Regions from separate parts of the Rattus norvegicus genome. Here region 1 is linked to region 2. The links are chromatin contacts, called in public Hi-C maps. All regions are on one chromosome and are shown on one strand. Each heading gives the region's core, a stretch centred on a gene start, on an enhancer-like site or on the middle of the called end of the contact. The rest is flanking DNA. Distances are from core to core; before and after follow the strand shown. Region 1 holds the start of Bltp1 (bridge-like lipid transfer protein family member 1). Region 2 holds the start of Trpc3 (transient receptor potential cation channel, subfamily C, member 3).

Evidence for each region. Hi-C and Micro-C count contacts between places; a contact is called where the count stands out from the background.
Region 1: a contact with region 2 is called in a Hi-C map of prefrontal cortex, with 2.8 times the contacts expected there. The contact joins the promoter of Bltp1 here to the promoter of Trpc3 in region 2. A contact is called at or near these places in 3 of 12 Hi-C or Micro-C datasets (Schwann cells, frontal cortex and prefrontal cortex).

Annotation. Positions count from the first base shown.
Region 1 is chr2:121,635,027-121,638,029 of GRCr8, reverse strand. It overlaps Bltp1 (bridge-like lipid transfer protein family member 1), which reads right to left and starts at 1,707. Exons shown (of 86, transcript NM_001371241.1): 1 at 1,618-1,707; 2 at 411-509.
Region 2 is chr2:121,474,442-121,477,812 of GRCr8, reverse strand. Trpc3 (transient receptor potential cation channel, subfamily C, member 3) reads left to right here and starts at 1,990. Exons shown (of 12, transcript NM_001415005.1): 1 at 1,990-2,316. The coding sequence starts at 2,138.

The DNA of each region.
Region 1 (3,003 bases), core at 458-2,957, 160 kb before region 2:
AATTGTTGCAAGTCTATACCAAGAAGCTGAGGCAGGAGGATCTCTAGCTCCAGGCAAGTCTTGGCTGCAGAGATCTTTATCTGTGCTTAAAAAGCAAATTACTACAACAATGACAAGCACTCAAAATGAGAAATATTTATATTTCCCTTTGTGCATATAAATGCAAAATATAAATGCAAAAGATGAGCATACTAGCACTTGCAATGATTTCCCTGGGCTTTGTTCTGCCAATATAAAAGTTAAGTACTTAAGTTAATTATCAATCCGATATCAGCAGTCCAAAATGCAGATGGAATGATTTGTGGGTCACAGATGGACTGAATCACAAATGAAACCTAAAATCAACTTTTCTCTATCTGGGCTTTAATAAGAATTTAGATTTATTTTTAATCTTAGGAAAAAATACTTACACAAGGTTTTTTGTTTTATTTTGTTTAGTTTTTTAATCTTCAATGTTGTTTATCGTTCCTCTTCTGAAGGTCCTTCTGCAGCGCGTCATCTTAACAAGTCTGTAAAGAGAAGCATGTCAACCAAAGAGAAAAGGTATCCGAACTTTGTTGGAAGAGTAACCTTTTCGAATTAAACTATTTAAACACACCAGGAAACTCTTCAGAATTGGTCCAGTATTACATCTCCTTGTAATAAGAACTCCTAGACCTCAAATAAGACTAAACTAACCTCAAAGCCACTTTATAAGTAAAGGGAACATAGGAGACGATGAGGTAGGAGTCAGGATGCTAATGGTGAAGGTCTACCTGTAAGGCACACTTAAAAGGGCAGCCTGCAAAGAGTTTTTCTACTGACACCGAGTCTCTGCTGGAAAGAAGTGTGCCTTTCATCTTCTACTCTGGGCACCTGGCACATTTTACCACAGGGCACTGGCCTTGCAAACTCTTAAGGTATTTGGGCAATGGGGTGGCATATTGACTGACGGGCCATAAAGTGAGAAAGCCAGGTTTGAAACAGTTCTGTTCCAAGATTCTCAGCTACAAAGGGGGGGGGGGGATTTCACTTAATAGCACTGTTACAAACTGTATGAGCACATATTAAAATAGCGCCCAGCAATCATTGTTAAGTCAAATATTCTGATTAATTCATCCACTTTTACACTTGTCAGACTAAATATGCTTCATTTCCATGCATGAGATGAAAGCAGCAACGCGAAACCACCTGAAACCTACTTTCTCAGTTCCAGAACCCATGACTGCTCAGAGGAAATTTACAAGAATTCGTTCCCTTTAACAGACATCCCACTGTCAACACCATAACCAATGGGGCGAGGAAGGAAGACAACTAATATTCCCCGGATGGAAGATAATCGTTCCGGACCCTCCTCTGGCCAAACAGATGTCCACTCAGGTGTGTCCTACTAGACGAGGGCCGTGCCATCCCGGGGCGCCCGGCCCTGCCCACCCCGCCAGATCGGCGCGCGCCTGCCCGCAACCCTGGCACTTGGCTGTCAGAGCCTGCTAGGCCTCCACCTTAACCTCCGACCTCCGATCCCAGGCCCGCGCCACAGCCGCGACCCCGCAAACCTTCCAGTCTCACCCGGAAAGGCGCTGCCCACCTCACCACCTCCCAGCCATCACCGCGCGCAGCCTCTCGAGCTCCTCTCACCTGACAGCGCGGCAGACCCTAGTCCGGACCTCCGCTGATGCCTACACCCTCAGCCTGCAGCAGGTCCAGCTCGGGCCGGCCGCCTCGGACGCCCATAGGGCGGAGGAGCAGAACCGGGGCAGGAGCCGAGGCCAGCGGCACTGCAGCTGCGTCAACCGGCAGCGTACCACGTCAGGGCGCCAGCGCCTCAGGGTACGCCACTCTGGCCCCGCCCAAGAACCGAGTCGGCCCCGCCCCTCGCTGGCACGGAGCAGGGACGGAGAGGCGCCGCCTGGACCGGGGGCGGGGCCTAGGGGAGGGCGGGGCCTGAGCCTAGGAAGGCCCTGGGCGGAGGGACAGGGCTTAGGCCCTAGGGATGAGACCTAGGTCAAGGGGCAAGGCCTGAGCTTCTGGACCAAACTAGAGACTAAAGTTGGAACCTGTGCCCTAGAGGCGAATCCTGCTTGACAAGAGAAAAGGCCTGAGCGGAGGGGCGGGCCGTGTCCAAAGGGCGTAGCCTAGTCTGAGAGATACAGCTCACTATTGATTTGAAATCCACCTTGTTTCAGATTCCAAGTAGGGAGGTAAACACCGTCCCGGTAATGTAGACAGTATAATCAACATAGGAAAAGGAAGCCAGAAAAAAGAAGAGTCTGGTAGCTGTGACAAGAGATGAGTTCTCACGGAAGATGCATGTGAAACTCTGACGTAGTAAAATCAACCAAATACTTTATTATTCTAATAATGAGCATGATTTGTGCTCGCCCCTCTGAATGCCATTTGGCACGGCTAACAACTTCCTAAATTAGATGTATAGGACAGAGAGATACTTGACCTGTGTGTTTCTGATGTGCAAATTGTATAAAGCAAAGCATTGGACAATCTTGGCTGCATGAAAGATTTGACATTGCTTGGAGCAGAGTGGAATGTGCTTATAAGACAACTGGAAATGGAAACTGCAAAATCTAACTGTTGAGAGGGACTTATGTTACTCCCTTATGTTCCTTAAGTTCTACAAAGAATGTTCTTGTCCTCCTTGTCTTCCAATTCACAAATCAAAAACCTAAGGCTCAGGAAGTTGAAATCTTTGTCAGTTTAGAGAGTTAGGATTTGAACCCAAGCAGCATGGCTTCCAGTTCGTTCTCTATGCAACATGTTAATATCTAAGCCTCTGGTTCTAAGAGTTCAGGACACTCAACATTTCCACAAGAGGGTGGGAGCATAAACTTTTAAACAGATGTGAAGCCAAATGTAAGACTAAAAAATAAAGTCTTAGCACAAGTTCTTTGAACTAGAAGCGACTGAGATATGATTCAGCTTCCCCAGAACAAAACTGAAGCTGAATTGCTCGAGAGATAAGAGGAAGATCTTAGGATGTCGAGGAGAGAAGTGTAATTCACTGCAGAC
Region 2 (3,371 bases), core at 741-3,240:
GAAAGTGACCCCCAATACTGGATGGTATAGGAGTTACATACAGATATGTCCCTTATGCAGAGCAGGAGGAGAGGCTGAAGAGCTAGGGTCAGATCACAGAAGGCTTGCATGCCAAATTTGGATTTTTAAAATGAAAGCGGGAGTCACCAGTGGTTGTTTGTTTTAATGGAGAAAAGCCATGATCAGACTTGCTTTGAACAAAATCTCCATCTTAGGGAAGAGGTAGACTACAGAAGCCAGGAGGACCTGGAGAGCCTGGCTGGAAGTAGCCCACTGAAGTGCACAGGACAGTCGGCTTTGAAGTCCTTCAAAGACGGAATCAAAGGGGATCTGGTAACTCAACCGGGGAAATTAACACTTTCACATGAAGGCAACACATGAAGGGATTCCTTCATTTCCATCTTCCTGAAGCAGAGGTCAAACTAAGTGCCATTGCTTCCTTAAACATACGCTTGCTTACTGCCAGTGCAAGGAATCCAGGCTGCTTTGTGTGCTTTTGAAGAGGTAATTGAAAGGGATCCACAGTTCTGTACGTTTGTGTCTTGAGTTCAGAAAGAACTGTTTCTCCACGAAGCACAGCAGCCACTAAATAGTGTTAGAAGTGAAGAAACTATTTCTGTCATTCTTCCAGGATACATTGTAGATGCCATCTGCCCGACTGAAGTGACTGAAGTAACAGAACGTCTTGAATACTCTGGGTCTGAGGGGAGCTTCCCTGGTACCTGCTTACCTGGGGGCAATCCACTCAGTCTGTCTAAGCTGTTAGCACCCACATCTGTAAGAGGCATCCATGCTGGTGAATAACTCAGAGATGGAGGCATACAGGCATGTGGCTTGGGTTCCATTCCCAGCTTCCCGAACAAACAAATATGGTTAAAATAACAAGATACCTAGGATTCTCTGGTCCCAAAAATTCCCATTCATCATCCCAGAAATTTGAACAGCCTTGAATTTTAAAGTGCATTCCTTTAAGTTTTAAAAATCATTGTGTGTGGGGGAGAGGGTGTTTCCAGTCCCCACACCCTCTTTAAAGTCTGCTGTGGTGGCACAAGCTGGGGAGGTAGAGATAAACAGATTTGTGGCTTCCTGACCCTCAACCAAGCCTGTCCTAATCCAGAAGTCTGAGGTCTATGTGAGAGATTCTGTTTCAAAAACCAAGGTAGATGACCCTATGGAAGGATACCAGAATTTAACCTCTGACCTCACAGACCCCAGCACACATATGTGCACCTGCCGCTGTAATTTAGGGAGGCTGGGACCAAAGGATTGCTGTGAGGCATGGTGTGGACCAGCTTGTGCCAGATACTGACTTCCATACCATCCTGGGCCACAGAGTGAGACCTTGTCTCAAAAAACAAAAAAACAGGGGTTGGGGATTTAGCTCAGTGGTAGAGCACTTGCCTAGCAAGCACAAGGCCCTGGGTTCGGTCCCCAGCTCCGAACAAAAAAAGAAAGAAAGAAAAAGAAAAAAAAAACAACTACAATTTTCTCCCTCGAAAATGCTTCTTGAAAAATACAGAGCTCGAATTAGCCTCCCACACCTTTAGAAATTGACCCGCTGTGAGGCACAGGGACCCAGGAACCGCACTTAAACTCCCCCCCCCCCCCCCCCGTGGATTCTGCTAAGCCAGACAACAAGGAACAGGCAAGGCTTTGCTTTGGTGATCTGAATAGCTGAGCATGCATTAAAAAAACAAAAAACAAAAAACTAACAAGTGGAGGATTCCTTTCCCTTCGCTAGTACACTTGTGTCTACAGATGCAAGAGGGGTCTGGATCTCTGGTAAAAAGGAGGAAAGGAGGGTGGAGAGAAGTTTCTGCTGTTTCTCAGCTCCCCACCTGCTGGTCTGTCTGATTCCTGCGCAGCGCTGTCTGCGAGGGACTGGTCTCCCCTCCTCCCATCCCTCCTCCCTCCTCCCTCCTCCCTCCTCCCTCCTCCCTCTCCTCGCAGGGAAACCGCGCCGTCTCGCCGCGATGCTGTCGGACCGGCAGACCACGCACAGCCGGCATCGCGGCCGCGGACCCCGAGCTCCGCTGCAGGTCGCGCGCTCGGCCCGGGCGGCCCCGGCGCCGCGGCCCGGGTGCTTGACTCAGAGCGGCTGGGCTGCTGACTGCGGGCGGCAAGGAGCTCGGCCGCTATGTCCACCAAGGTCAAGAAGTGCCGGGAGCCCGCGAGGGTGACCTTGCCCGCGCCGGAGGAGGAGGATGGCGAGGCCGAGGGAGCCGAGCCGCAGCGCCGCCGCCGGGGCTGGAGGGGCGTCAACGGCGGGCTGGAGCCGCCCTGCCCGCGCGCGCCGCCGTCCCCGGGGCCCGACGCGTGAGTACCGGAGCGCGGCCGAGCGGGGTGGGTGGGACCGGGACCGGGATCGGGACCAGCTAAGCGCGGCGGCTCTCCTCTTCCCAGGAGGATTCAGGCTCCGCACCCGGGTCCTGCTGAGCCGGGCCCAGCCGGGCTCATGAGCACGCACTGCCCGCGGACCATCACCGACGGCGGGGCTCGGGGAGAGATAGCGAGGCCACCAGGGCTAGGATCTCCGGACTCGAACCGGGAGCTGCTGGGAGGTCGTGGGCTGTGACTGTGTGCACAGGACCCGCCGCTGCTCTGCGCCTCTCCGGCTTGCCAGGGTGGAGGACAGGGAGCGGAGCTCGGCGTGGCACAGCGCGGTGCGGAGTGCAGAGTCGGACGAAGGCGTCCCTCACGTGCGTGCTCACATCCAAACCCCAGGGCAGCGGCTCTCACAGTCACTTAGGGTCAACTTGGGCTATGGGGTCCCAGAAAGCTCAGAGCTAGTGACTCCCCTGCCCCTCCTTCCCTCCAGTTCTGACTTTTTCCTTCGCCACATCTCTGCTTGCTTCTCTTTTCCTCTCTGCAAAAGTAGTAGTTAACAAGCAAATGATTGAGAAAAGAACCTGTTCATTCCAACAATACAGCGCCCGGCCAGCTTCCAGAGGCAAAGATGCAGAGGGCGCTGCTCTACTCTCCTCGGCGGAGCGCTGCACATGCGGGAAGAGTGTTTGAGTGGAAGGGGTTCAGGCGTGGGAACCCTGGTGTCAGTCGTGGCTCCTCTGCCAGAGGGCAGGTGGCTTTCCTGTCGGGGGACAGGCTCTGCAGCGCCGCCTGCTGCCAGAAGTCTGTCCGCTTGCCGGGTCCGCGGTTTGGGGAGGTTGGATGGTGGAGGCCAGGCCAGGCTGGATTTAACCAGCTGGTAGGGACCGGAACCTAAACAGCAATGAGTGACAGGGAGCAGATCATTCAGGAAGGGTCCTGATTTAAAATCAGCTACGCCTCTGGGAGGAAGTCAGTAACTGGTGAAAGAGCATACCATAGAAATGGTCCAGGAAATAGAGAGAAGGCTCATCCTTTGGGATTAC